Regions from separate parts of the Macaca mulatta genome. Here all the other regions are linked to region 2. A link is a contact called in public Hi-C data. All regions are on one chromosome and are shown on one strand. Each heading gives the region's core, a stretch centred on a gene start, on an enhancer-like site or on the middle of the called end of the contact. The rest is flanking DNA. Distances are from core to core; before and after follow the strand shown. Region 1 holds the start of BAZ2B (bromodomain adjacent to zinc finger domain 2B). Region 2 holds the start of MARCHF7 (membrane associated ring-CH-type finger 7). Region 3 holds the start of CD302 (CD302 molecule).

Region 1 (4,757 bases), core at 610-3,109, 96 kb after region 2:
GGAAATTATTGTCCTTATTACAGTTATTAGGTAGTTACTCAAATTATAGCTTGAAAGGAATGCAGAGCATGGAAAACTCAGGATTAAATTATGCATTTGAACCTTAGGCCAGTTTTTACTGTAGAGACAGTTTGCTGCTTAAAGAGAAATTGTATGTCATTGAAATTAAATGCTTTTCTGGGGATGGAAGATTCCACTTTTTAATGAAATTACTGAGTGTGGTGTAGTGAAATGATTAAAATCTGTATTCCGGGAATGTGGCAGGGAAAAAAAATCAATAAGTGCTAGCACAGCTTTGCTGCTCAATGTGAATCCTGAGAATGAAATAAACTACTACAAAAATAATAATTAAAAACATATCAGCACATTAATTTATTTAGCATCAGTCTCCTGAGACATCATCTTCACTAATTTTTAGCATACATTTTACTATGTAATGAGCAGCCTTCTTTTCAGATATCCCTATTAGACAGGCAGTATTTCTGCCCTTCCCCCAGAGCTCCTGCATTGCAATCATTGTACTTGCACTTATTATGTTACAAATGACCGAGGTAAGGCTGACATTCTCAGTGCATGCAAAAAGACCTAGTCTGCCAAGCTTTTTTTTTTCCTAATGAAGCAGCTTTGTGAAATCTCCCCATGTGTTAATACTAATGAAGATCCTCCAGCACAATTAAAATCACAGCCAGTGGCTGAAGAGGAAACATAAAACAATAGCATCTTTTAAGATACATCTATCCACAAATGTATAAAATATACATAGATGATCAAATTATTCTCCGATAGCTTAATTTTTACTTACTCTTCATCCTGAAAATTAAATTAGGCAATATTTAGTTATATGAACTTTGAGAGTTTCTTGTGTTCTGGAGGGAAAAAACGGTACCTCAGCGAACTTATAAAAAAAAAAAAAAAAGTATCTTCTTGGCTAATAAAGTGTTATCAAGATTAAGGCTTTAAAAAAAAATTGTTTTTTTTTTAGGAATCTATAGGATGGGGTGCGGGAGGGAATGGGGCACCCATTACTACCAATAACTAAAGATTATTGTATCTTTAGTTTAACTTGATTGGTTGCAGGATTTGGGAGTTGGGGTTGGGGGAGTGGAAGGGTAAAAACAGAGTTGGAAGAGATTCTGGGGATAGACACATAGCATATGACTGCGTGTGTAGTTTAAAGGAGCAAAGGGCTACCAGTCTTACTCATAACTTGATTTTTAAAAAGTGTTCAGTGCCTACAATTTGCTATGCTTTTTTCTAACCTCTCAGAAACTGGAAAAAAAGCTATCGAGATTAACTTTTACAGTGTGTGCATGTAACTATTTTAACGTCTTTTATTTAAATTTTATTTTAACTTAGTGCGTAAACATCACAGCCAGTTTAACTTGTTCGTAGAAAGGCAGCAGAATTTTACCCCGGGACCATCTTGCATCCTGCTTTTTGAGTTTTAACATCCGCGAAATCTCGGCATATTAATTTATTTGGTTTGTAGAATTCTGAGTTTAGGAACAAAAAAAAGTTTAGGTGGAGATGGTAGTTGACCTATGCTCCCTACTCTGTAGCTTTTGTTTTTAAAAAACTAAGTTTTAAGTCCCATTTTCTGTCCTGTCTTCTTTAAAAGCAAAACAAAACATTTTAAGTTGCTTAACTTTTTCCTGGGACAAGGAACGGTGCAAACTCAAAGCTACAGTATTCTTGGAAAGAAGCAGCAACCCCCTCCCTTAGCTCCTTTAGGAGCTGATAGGTCATTTATTATTGGAACTGAAATGGTATAAACAATTCTCTCTCTTTTTTTCCCTTGTTAACAGCAACTTTCATTGTTAGAGAGAGGAGAGAGAGAGAAGCCTTGTTGGTTGACGTCACTTGGTTCATGAAGCCTTCGCCTAGAAGTGAAGCTGCTGAACAAACCTTGAGAAGAATCATCTCCTGCTTCAATCTGCTGCTGGATAGGAACTAATCAGAGAGAGAGAGGCGGAAGACGGAGAAGGAGGGAGTCGAGGGCTTTCCCGATCACAAATCTCACCTCCACTACAACTCTCTTTCTACTTTTCTTGCAGAAATAATAATAGAAATAAGGAGGTGGTGGGGTTTCCAAAAATCTTAACCTTCAACCATCTGGGGAAAAGGCAAAAATCCCATCTACCGCAACTCTCAGTTCGAAAGTAAAGGTGAGTTTAAAATCCTCGGGCGTGAGGGGTGCGGGTGAGGATGTAAATTCCCAGTGTTACAAAGCTGGTGGAAACAGCAGCGGAGAAACTGCGCTCGGGCAAGCGGGGGACTCCGGAGTTGCTGCGTGGAGGCGCTCGCCCCGCCGCCCTCTCGCCCTCCGCCGCTGTTTACCCTCGCCGGTCGGTGCGGCTCTTTGTTGTGGTGGCCGGAAGGCTGGGGTGGTTCTCGGGGTCCCGAGTGGAGTTTGGGGGAGGAGGCCGCGGAGATGTGCCGTCCTGGGTGGGAGGTGGGGGGTGCGGCATCAGGAGAACGTAAACTTTATTCCTAGAAGCCGGTGCGGGACTTCGCTGGAGTAGGGCCGCGGGGTGTGCTCCCGGCCGGGCAGGCGCTGCCGCCGCGAGTCCGCCGCCTTTGTGCCGGCCGCCTTGGCTTCGCGTCTCCTTCCTCTTCCCCTTCGGCTTCCAGCGCTCGGTCGCGGCCAACAGTTTTGCTTCTTAAAAAACCACCTCTGTCAGCGTTGCGATGGCCGTTCCTACCCCGGAATATCCGCTGCTCCCCCACTCCCTGCCGGGGTAGTTTCTGGATCACCCCCCACCCCCGTCCGCCTCCTGCTGCCCTTTTTTGCCTCCGCCCCCTCTTCCCTCTCGGACTGATTAGCTGCGTCTGCCACCCCCACTCCCCGGCTCGGGCCTCTAGCTCTCCCGTGTGTAGCTGGAGGCTCTGAGTTTACTGAAGATGAGCGGGGGTGGGGGTGGGGCAGGTGGGATTGGGAAAAGATCTGGATACCTGGGAAGGTCTATGTCAGGACGCAGAAGGTTTGAGGAGCATTGCTTCTCATACAGTAAGGTCTGTGCCTTGGTCTCATCTTTTAGCAGTTCTTACCCGGGAACGACCGCCAGCTCCCAACTCCTCTGCTTCCCTCTTTTAATCTTCTCGTTACCCCTCCCCCCCGCCCCCGTTCTCTTTCGCGGCTCCCTCCCCTTTAAGTAGTTTCACGAACCCCAGAATTGGGATTTGGGAAGGGGAAGGAAGTGTTTGAAGAGTCAGAGCTGGGTCTGTTGTTTGGGAGATGTTCTCTTCTTTTCTTTCTCCCTCTGTATTTATCTTTTGTCTGTTGCTTCCTTATAAAGAGGGAAGCAGCTGCAGTCCTTGGCCGAGTTGTTGAAATTTATCCCTTTGTGTATATTACAATATCCTCCATTTTTTTCCCTGCCCTCTAAACAACAAGCGTTTCGCCATCTTGGGCAATTTTATTCCCAAGTCTCTTTTTTATTTTTGAGGAAAGGAAAGAAGCATTAGGAAGTGTGTCTGGATAAGGCTCAAAGTTTAGGGAATGTTCCGGGGGCCCAGTGACGTCATGTAAACTTTATGGAGAAATTTTCCCAAGAGTACATTTTTTGCTTAATTTTTCTCCTGTTGTATAGGATTGTGTAACTTACAGCTTACTGATAAGTTGTGTGGCTTATATTTGTGTTTTGCTCTCAAAATGAGTATACGAAGTCTGCGTATTGTATGTTTGGTAACAGGTGGAAGATTTTGTGCAAAAAATGGTAAACTTTTGTGCGTCATTTGTTATTTACCTAGTTTTTGTGTATTTTTTTCAATTTAAAGGTTTCAACTGTTACCTGTAGTCAGTATATCCCTTTCTTATTTGTTCTACTCTCCCCTATGGATTTTTTGAAAATTAGCTTGGTTAATATTTATGTATGGTTATTTTAGATTATCTGGCTCCCCGTTTATAATAAAATGATGTGAGGGTTTTTTTTCTATTATTTAGATTTTGAAGAGAAATGACTATGGAAAATACCTTAAGATAATGGATACTTTTAAAATTTAGTAGCAGATATTAAGTCAAACAATTGAGTATTTAAGAGGCAGAATTGATTTTAAAAGATATAATCGCTAGCTATAAACTCTTTGTCAGCCATTATGAACAGATAAACAATAAAAACTAGCACTGTTTTAATTTGCTTGTCTAACATAGTTTTTCGCCTCACAAAAGTTGGTTTGGTCACATGACCAAACTTAATGATACACTGACTAGTATATAAATAAGAGGCACTGTAAATTGAATGGGAAAGTGGAATTCTGTCTCCTGTAGTCATTTTCAGTCAGCATATTTACGTCTCTTCTAACAAGGACATGAAACTGTCTGTATTTAATTTGCATTCTCTTTGTCTTCTGGGTTGAGGGAAAAACACTGACTACAATTAACTTAAAAAAAGCTAATAGAAACAATTCTGAATACATTGAAAAGATTTGTCTAACACACAAAAATTTATGTTCTATATGGTATGTTTTTATTTCTGTAGCAGTCTTCTTTGGTGTTATTTATCCAGGAATTTGCTTCATGTAATATGCTATATAGAAAGTTGAATGTCTGCCATTTATGTGAATTGTAGGTAGGTGAAAAATGTTTAAATAGTTAAAAGCACATAGAACAGATGGTTCTAAATTATACATGCAACAAAGGACTAGAAGATTTGGCAGATTATAAATGGCAAGCAACAGAGGATAAGCAGTTTAAGAAAATGGTAGTTAAGTACATTTGATGTCTCACACCTATTGTAAACACTGTACATATTATTGTC
Region 2 (4,532 bases), core at 399-2,898:
GACTAAAAATTGGCTACATGAGAGTCATGGATGACTTCTGGGTCCAGTTTGTTACCTGACACCTTCATGTAGAACATAATCTGGGCATTCTCGTGCTTTATCTGGGAAAATAAGTCCTCTTCCAAAGTGGCAAAAAAAAAGAAATCATTTGTACTTGAATAAGTAGGAATTGTTATTCAAGACATCTGACCCAGCATGAAACTGGAAAAAAACCAAGATTAGTATTATGTCCCCCCAGTGACTGCTTCACACACCACCTCAGCAAATTTAATCCTCTCTAGAAATGAACTGCCATGTTTTTGAGACAATCTCATGAACATAAACAACTACGGCAAAAATGAAAACTCAAACCCAGGTCTTCTGAGTCTGGTGCTACTGCCTCATGCACCAGTCCTGTCTCCCGAAATGCTGTAGAGCTGTTAAATAAAAATATTATACTGACCTCATTTCTCAAACAAACTTTTTGCTACCTCAAGAAAAAGATCTAGTTACACTACATGTGTTCCTTCTTAATAACTGTACACTACTGGATTTTTAAATCCAAAATTCGTATTTAACCCTGCATCTTGGATCTGGACAGAAACGTGGAGATTTAAAATAATATATAACCAGAAAAACATCTAATCAATCGTATAAAATAGGGGAAAAAACCTCGCCAAATTCAGCTTTGACACATTTAACTAATAGTACCAAACAACATTAGTCGTGACGAATTTATTACCCAGATAGAGACTTTCCCAATATATTTACTTTGGTACTTGGGAAAAAGTATTAAGTGCAGCATTTTGGGGTGAGTGGGTGGACACATTCATCTTCAATACGCAGTTTCACCAAAATGAGGGAATTTCCTACTCCCAGTGCCTTCCATATTTTTACTTCTTAGGCCAACAGGTCCATTTTTAATACAATTACCTACTTCGAGTTGCAGAACCCACAATTCACCACAACACAAAAATAACTCTCAGGGCGTCACGATATTCAAAAACTGACGTTACCAATAAGACAATCTTGGCCGAATCTAAGGCGCTGCCGAAGTCACTTCGACTCGAGGCCGGGCTGGCCGAGCCGGAGCCCTGCCCACCTTTGCCCCACGCTCACCGGCGAGCTCACGCGCGACGCCCTCGGCCCACAGGGCTCCGAGGACCCCCCCCCGCCCCGCGGCCCAAGAGGAGGCCGCCCCGCGCCAAAAGAGGGCTCAGGCCTCTTCCCCTCACCCACCACACGTTCCTGAGGAAGACACACTATCTGTCCCCTCCACCCGCCACAAACTCCACCACCCGACAAAAGGCCCCTGGCAGAGGAGGCCTGTGCCGTGACCCGCTTTGCACCAGTGGCCCCGGACCAAGCTCCTCCACCTCATCCTGAGGGGAAGCGGCCTCCGCGTCCCCAGGCCTCTCCGTTTCCTCCCCTCCCCCACTCGCGGCCTGGTCCCGAACTAGCTCCCGGGACGAAGAACGAGCTCCGCAGATCATTACCCCGGCTCCTGAGCCGGCACTGACCAGTGCGCGTCCTGCTCGCAGCGACCAGCACCGCCGCCTTCCTCCTTGGAGTTCTAGGCCTGTGACTGAGGAAAAGCAGTCCGCAGCGAAGCACAATGGCGCCCGCCCCTCTCCCGGATCCGGCGCAGAACCAGCCGCCACCGTTAAGTGCCCCTCCCTGCTCCTCCTCCCCCCACTTCGCGGACTTCCTAGCTTCTCGCGAGAGTGGCGGAGCTGCGGGGACCGAGAGCTGCGGGCGGGCTGGAGGTACCCCACCGCGGGGTGGTGCTCTGACTGCGGGAACCGTTGAAGAGCTGCCCCCGGGGAGTCAACGAGTCGCCACTGGTAAGCGGCAGCGGCTGGCTGGCTGGCGTACCGGCAGCTGGGCTGGCGAGTGTGCGGGCGTCGGGCGCTGGAGGCCCGGCCCTGGGTGGCTGTCCCCGCCCGGCTAGCGTCTCAGAGCCAGCCCCTTCCCTCCCGGGCGCCGGGTCCCCGCCCACAGGCCAACCTGCAGGGCCCCGTGCTCGAAATAACGCCCAGCTCGTTGGCTTTTTTTTTCTTTTTCTGGCGCTTGGTAAGTGGCGCAGTGAATGTTGAATTGAATCAAGCACTGCCTTTTCCGACCTACCCCTCCCCGCTTGCTTCCCTGCCCTCCCTGTGTGATCTGACTGCAAGCTCTTTCCCTTAAGAGTTGGAGCCTGTTTGTCCAACCTTGTGATAATTTCCTTGTGGTAAGTAAATCTTGGTGATGGTGATCATGTCTTTTTAAATCGTGATAGTAACCTTTAATAGCGTAGCCATCGATTTTGCAGTAAACAAATTCACCTATTTAGAAAGAGGGAGGAAAATTGTGAGGTGAATGGTCAGGTGAATATTAGATGAAACTTTCAAAGAACTGTAAATGTGGCAAACTAAGATGTGAATGAGTACTAATAAATAAAAGGAAATAGTTTAAGGAAAATCTACATCTAAATATGTGGAAATATTTAGATGATATGTTGATTTGGAATAATGAATCAGAAATTCTTTAATGGAAAAGATCAGTTATTGAAACTTGGAAGAATACTGAAAGGCACTTGATTTTTTTTAATGACCTATTTTGTTAGGGTATTAAAAGCTATCCTTTGGATCCAAATAATTCCAATAAGTGAAACACAGTCTTTCTATGTATTTGTCATTACATCAGAAGGGAATGGAGTATCAATCACTATCCCTATTTTACTGTACTGGGGACAAACGACTGTACATGTTTCACTATGATAAATTCTAAAATACTATAAATTTTAAAGATTTAAAGTTTAGTATTTTAAGTTAGCATGTAAGTGCCAATCTAACTTTTAGGATATGAAATGAAAATAAGCATCTGGTAGGGGTAAAGTGAACAGAGATTACTTTTGAGGAAATTAATTTGCCCTTTAAAGAAAAATAATTTTTTTCCAGCCTGTTTGAGTGCCCCTGCATTATTGTGGTTATAGATACACGGATGTATACACCCTGAAGAACCAGACTATATGGGTTCAAATTCCAGCCCTGCCTCTTACTACCTTTGTTATCTCAAGCAATTCCTTAATCTTGCTAAACCTAGGTTTCCTGTAAAACGGGATTAGTAGCAGTACCCATGCCCTATAGGGTTGTTTAGATGAGATAATGCATCAGTTCCTGAAACACAGTAAGCATTCCATAATTGTAAGCTATTACATTCCATGTCTAAACCACCAATAATGTTTTCTCTTTCTGTGACTTAATATTACATAGGTCCCTTAGACATCTTCTCAAGATTATGCTAAGAGAAATGACTGCTCCCTCTTCCTGAGCTATGGCAGTCAGACCTGGCAGTGGTAACTACTCTACAGAACTCCCAAACCTGGCAAGGATGGTGCAGATTGTGGCAGATTATGGCTTTGTCTCCACCCAGCACTGATGATATTATGAAGTGAGTATGACACCAGTTTCCTAGGTTAAACAGAACTTCTGATTTTTTATTGGTGCTAGTAAATAAAGACCACTGATGAATATGTTTTTATTATTTAAGAATGGTTATTGTGTTTCTTTTTAATGTACTCTCTCTGATTTTAGTATTCAGGTAATTATCGTGAGTGATAAATAATTACTGAGATTTTGCTACGGTAAAGACATTTTGCGGCCGGGTATGATGGCTCATGCCTGTAATACCAGCACTTTGGGAGGCCAAGGTGGGTGGATCATGAGGTCAGGAGATGGAGACCATCCTGGCTAACATGGTGAAACCTTGTCTCTACTAAAAATACAAAAAATTAGCTGGGTGTGGTGGCAGGCGCCTGTAGTCCCCGCTACTTGGGAGACTGAGGCAGGAGAATCGCTTGAACCCAGGAGGCGGAAGTTGCAGTGAGCCGAGATCACACCCCTGCACTCCAGCCTGAGTGACAGAGTGAAACTCCATTGCAAAAAAAAAAAAAAGACATTTTGCTAGGAATTATGGATGTGAATAGGTAAAACATGGTCATGGAAAATGACCATAGTTTCTTAACTAAAAATCATTACAAAGTGATTTGACAGGCAAGTGTTTGAAGTCAGAACTGTTCCAGACAATCTAGACACCATGTTTGCCTTTTATCCACAGAGTTCTCCCACTTGACCTTTCCTTGCTAAACTTTTTATCCTTTATGAGTGACTCTGATGTACCTTTCTGTATCTAAATATCTTTGTTCACCACTTGCCCTCACCACTCATCTTAGTTTTCATTTTTGAACTTGGCTTCTTCTCTAAGTTAGCATCTTATTGACTATTACTAATTTTTCCCCTTTTATTTTATAAACTTGTCTGTCATTTACCCATGGTCATTCAGCCCTTTACTCTTAGGTTTTGAGTATTTCTTCCACCTGATAGCTTAGAATGCTCGTTCAGATACTGAATTTCAAAGTTCTTGTGTTCCCCTCCTTTATTCATCCCACAACCTAAACTTCTAAAAAGCTTCCCTTTGGTAAGGGCAGTTGTAGAGATATCCTTTACTTTGCATAAATAGTGATACATTGAAAAGATGTGGTTACATTTGCTTTTTGCAAATCATATAATTTT
Region 3 (4,537 bases), core at 174-2,673, 79 kb before region 2:
TTGGCAATTATGAATAAAGCTGCTATCAACATTCATGTGCAGGTTTTTGTGTATATGTAAGTTTTTAACTCATTTGGATAAATACCAAGGAGTTGTGATTGCTAGATGGTATGGTAAGAGTACATTTAGTTTTGGAAGAAGCTTCTAAACTGTCTTCCAAAGTGGCTGTCCCATTTTGCATTTGCACCAGCACTGAATGAGAGTTCTTTTTGCTCCACATCTTCGCCAACATGTGATCTTGTTAGCGTTTTTGGATTCTGGTATCTAATAGGTATGTAGTGGTATTTCATTTTTGTTTTAATATACAATTCAGCAATTACATATGATGTTGAGCATCTTTTCATCTATTTGCCATTATATAACTTCTTTGATGAGGTGTGTATTCAGATCATCTGCCCATTTTTTTTAACTGGGTCATTTGTTTTCATGTTGTTGAGTTTAGACTTGATTTTTTAGAACTCTTTTGCCAATGATATGAGGCTTAAACAAGCACCCTTGCTTGACCCTGGCTGGTGTTGTCCAGAGGCCCTCATGAGTGAAGTATAATTGCACAGTTTATGCATACATTGTAGCAAGCATAGCTTAAAGACTCTTCATCCAGGAGCTGGTAACAGAAAAGCTGTCGAAGAGACATAGTTCACTGAAAAGAGTCTTTGAAAAGGAGGATTCTGGCCAGTAGATCCAAAGGAGAAGGCTGGCAAACGCCACCTTAACCAAGTGATCCAAGTTAACATCAGTGATGAGACATCGACATCTTGTCCTTCTCGAGCAGGTACATCACTTCTGGGGTACTCTTGCCAAAAAAGCGCAACCTGAATCAAATCAGGAGGAAACGTCAGACAAAATGAAACTGAGGGACATTCTACAAAACGACTGGCCAGTACTTTTTAAATGTGGTTTGATCGTGAAAGAAAAAGAATGACAGAGAACTGTCCTAGATTAAAGGGAGACTAAGAAGACACGACATCTCAATGCAATGTATGATCCTGGATTGAATCCCAGAACAGAAAAGGACCCTTAGAGGGGCAATTAATGAGATGCGGTAAGTGCTGTAGATTAGCTAATCGCATTATACCAGTGGGAGTGTCCTGTGTTTGATCACTGCACTGGCGTTATATAAGATGTTAATATTTAGAAAAGCTGGCTGAAGGGTTACGGAAATCTCTTGTGCTGTTTTTGCAATATTTTCGAAAGTCCTAAGTTATTTCGGTTCAAATTAAAAGTTTAAAAAACAAGAATTAGAAGCTCCAGAAGGCCGCGCGCCAGCTGCTCCTGTGGGACGGAGCACACAGGTCCTCCTGGTGGGAGCCCCCCGTGCCGTTCACGCTCCGCCCGGCGGGCATTGAACCCTCACCCGAGAAGCACCGCCCCCGCTCCCGCCTCGCCCCGCCCCGCCCCGCCCCGCCCCGCCCCGCCCGCTCCGCTCCGCTCAGGCCGCGCCACCGCTGACGCCCCCCGGCACCCGCCGTCATGCCCCTGGCCGCGCCGCCCGCGCTCCTGCTGCCGCTGCTGGGGCTCGCAGCTGCTGCCGTCGCGGGTAAGCCCGTAAGCCGTCCCTCGCCGGGACCGCGCGCGACCGCCTTCGCCCCCTTCCCAACGCACACTCTTCGTCCTCGCGCACCCGAGGGCATCCCGCCCTTCCCTGCACGACCGTCCCCCGTGGGTCCTGGCTCCGGGTCACCTCTCACCCGCCTGCCCTCGGGGAGGGGAGGTGGCCGAGAATACGGGAGGGCCCTGTCTTCCTTCGAGTCCACATCCTCAGCGCAGACCCCACTCCGCGGGGAGGGAACCCCCAAATTAGGCCGATTGGCTGGAGAACTGAGGGACTTGGAGTTGCACGACGGGCGCCGTTTCAGGTCCATTTCAGGCTGAAATGAGAAGCGGGGACATTGGCGGCGATTTCCCCAGCTGGTGCGCGGCCGGGGTGGGGTTGCTGGGATGGGGGTGGGGGCGGAGGAAGCAGGCCCTCTTTTGCAAGCAGCGCTGTTTGTCTAGTTGGTTGGTGTTCAAGTTGTTGAAACAGGAAAACAGTTCAGCCAAATAACCCCTGGATGGAAGAGGAACGGGAACAGGCCAAGCTTGGATTTCACTGAAATCAAGGGGTTTTAAAGTTCTAGTCTGCTGTTGTGCAAGTGACATCTGAAAAATCACACACGTGACCACTCACTCACAAAATGACTTGTGAGGAAAATGCACAATTCTATTGATTGTTTTTTTTTTTTTTTTTTAATTTCCATACAAGCATGTCAAAAATATGTGGATGGGGAGACTGGAGAAGGGAGACTTCCAAAAACACCACTGACTGAACAATTCCGGGAATTAAAGAGCAAAATAAACAAGAACTAAATTAGTACTTGTGTGGGCTTAAATAAAGTGCAAGAGATTTAAATAACATGCAAGAGATTCCCCCCCAACCTCGGCCCCGAATTTCACTGCCTTTTTATAGTAAGTGCCTGTTCAAAGTCTGCTGACAGGAATATTTCAGTGGACCTCACTGCTGGAGGCAGCAGCAGCTCAGAACTTGCATACAAACCCAAGGTTCCTTTCTTGAAAGCTTTTGTGGACCAGCATTTATGACTGGTTATGCCACTTGCTGCCTGTCAAAGGGGCAGAAACAAGATGTGCCCATGTTCACACTGTTCAGACTGGGAACATTAATTTTGTCTAAGACAAAGCTGGGCTGTCTCTGAACCCTTCTTCTGCACACCCTCATTTTGCAAGCCAGTAACATCTCAACTCTCATGTAAACCACCCTCTGCGAGGCTGTGCATTTGTACTTTAGGCTAGTCGAATTTTCTTGTCAGATTTTTCTTTCTTGTCAGACTTTTAAAGAAAATCAGTTTCTAGATTTTGGTATGTCTCTTCTTCAGTGAAGCTGTTTTGACCAGCAATAGAGGGCAAATTTCCCTTTGGAAATTTTTGTGCATTTCCTTTGATAAGTCCAGTGTGGATCAATAGGCTTTTCAAGAGCTTTAGAAAAGTGCATGATGAATAAATTAATGTTGTTAATTAATCAGCTTCTCTCAGTCAGGAAGCTTTAAGGATTAATTTAGAAATGAGTGTGAGCTTTGACCTAGCTAGTTAACCAACTTATCTGCACTTCAGTAAAACAGAGATAATACTTACCTCACGGGGCTATTGGGAGCATTAAGTGGAAACTCCACGTCTAGTCCCTGTTACAGGTGTGGTTCATCTTGATTTCCTTCCCTTTATTCTCTTCATACAAAATGAAGGGTAATTGTTGCAACCAGAAAACATATGAATACCACCTTATGTGTATTGGATGTTTATGGTTACTGAGCACATTCATATACATGCTAATGTTATAGGGCTGAAAAACTAAGTGTGTTTTTCATAATACTTTACAAATCTCCCATCCAAGCAAGATCAGGGGTCATATTTGGCTTAGAACTAAGTCAAGAAAGAGTTTGTTGCTGAATACCAAGATCTTAATAGAAAAGCTCTTATGATGTTGCATAATAAATATGGGTATTGCATATAAATGTGATATTGAAATGGAAATCATTGTTATTTTCTGTCATTCTGGAGGTTATTAGTGAAGTGATCTTATGTTGTTCTTTGCTATTATTTTGAAAATCACAGTGGACAAAACATTCTTTAAATTCCTGAGTGAAAATCCATGGCATCTCTTTAAAAAGTTTTTCTGTAAGGGTGCTTAAGCACATAGTAGATGATCAGTATGTGTTTATTGGTCAGTGGTTTCCTATGCCTGGCATGAGATAACAAGCATGTTCTGAGTAAGTCCTCATTCCGTGATCATCATGTGGATCGGAATCTAGGGAGTTTGAATTGCCATGTCCTACAAGCCTTAGATGAGGTGCCTCTGCCTTCTTCCCTGATGTCATCTCTTACCATCCTTCCTGTCATTCACTCTGTGTATCCATGGAGTAAACAGTATCTGGGTACTCCAACGCCTCTGGTCCTTCTGTGCACACCGCCTTCCTGCAGTCCTTGGCATGGCTGCCCCTACCTCCACCATTCAGATCTCTGTTCATATGTCACCTTCTCCAAAGCCTCCCTGAACACCCACATTCTCCATCACATCTCCATGTTTTATCTTTTCCAAGCCTTTCTGAATGCATCGTGTTTATTCATATGTCTTGCTTGTTGCTTCTCTTACCAGAGGGAAGCTCCATAATAACAGAGATTTTACCATCTCGTGGATTTTTGTTTTGTTTGATTTGTGTACCTGCACTTTATTCTAAGTTATAATAAAAGGATGAAAAATTTAGGTGAGTTATTTAAAAAGGAGGTGGGATAAGTGGATTGCAATTTTTTTTCAAATTATATTACCTCTGCTATGCACTCATTTCATAGATTGAATTCAAAGCCTTAAATCATCTTAATCTACTGATGCCACCTTTTCTTTCTTTCTTTTTTTTTCCAAGATGGAGTCTCACTCTGTCACCCAGGCTGGAGTGCGGTGGTGCAATCTCGGCTCACTGCAACCACTACCTCCTGGGTTCAAGCAATTCTCCTGCCTCAGCCTCCCGAGTAGCTGGGATTACAGGCATGC

Evidence for each region. Hi-C and Micro-C count contacts between places; a contact is called where the count stands out from the background.
Region 1: a Hi-C map of fetal cortical plate shows a contact between it and region 2, with 1.8 times the contacts expected there. The contact joins the promoter of BAZ2B here to the promoter of MARCHF7 in region 2. A contact is called at or near these places in 2 of 14 Hi-C or Micro-C datasets (fetal cortex germinal zone and fetal cortical plate).
Region 3: a Hi-C map of liver shows a contact between it and region 2, with 2.4 times the contacts expected there. The contact joins the promoter of CD302 here to the promoter of MARCHF7 in region 2. A contact is called at or near these places in 2 of 14 Hi-C or Micro-C datasets (cortical neurons and liver).

Annotation. Positions count from the first base shown.
Region 1 is chr12:64,451,173-64,455,929 of T2T-MMU8v2.0, reverse strand. It overlaps BAZ2B (bromodomain adjacent to zinc finger domain 2B), which reads left to right and starts at 1,859. Exons shown (of 36, transcript XM_077957048.1): 1 at 1,859-2,165. It overlaps LOC100423656 (a long non-coding RNA gene), which reads right to left and starts at 3,109. Exons shown (of 2, transcript XR_001438591.3): 1 at 2,953-3,109; 2 at 1-2,659.
Region 2 is chr12:64,547,173-64,551,704 of T2T-MMU8v2.0, reverse strand. It overlaps MARCHF7 (membrane associated ring-CH-type finger 7), which reads right to left and starts at 1,648. Exons shown (of 9, transcript XR_013401998.1): 1 at 1,500-1,648. LOC144333383 (a long non-coding RNA gene) reads left to right here and starts at 2,071. Exons shown (of 4, transcript XR_013401999.1): 1 at 2,071-2,209; 2 at 3,234-3,411.
Region 3 is chr12:64,626,065-64,630,601 of T2T-MMU8v2.0, reverse strand. It overlaps CD302 (CD302 molecule), which reads left to right and starts at 1,423. Exons shown (of 7, transcript XM_077957092.1): 1 at 1,423-1,537. The coding sequence starts at 1,471. LOC144333384 (a long non-coding RNA gene) reads right to left here and starts at 1,926. Exons shown (of 2, transcript XR_013402001.1): 1 at 1,603-1,926; 2 at 1-812.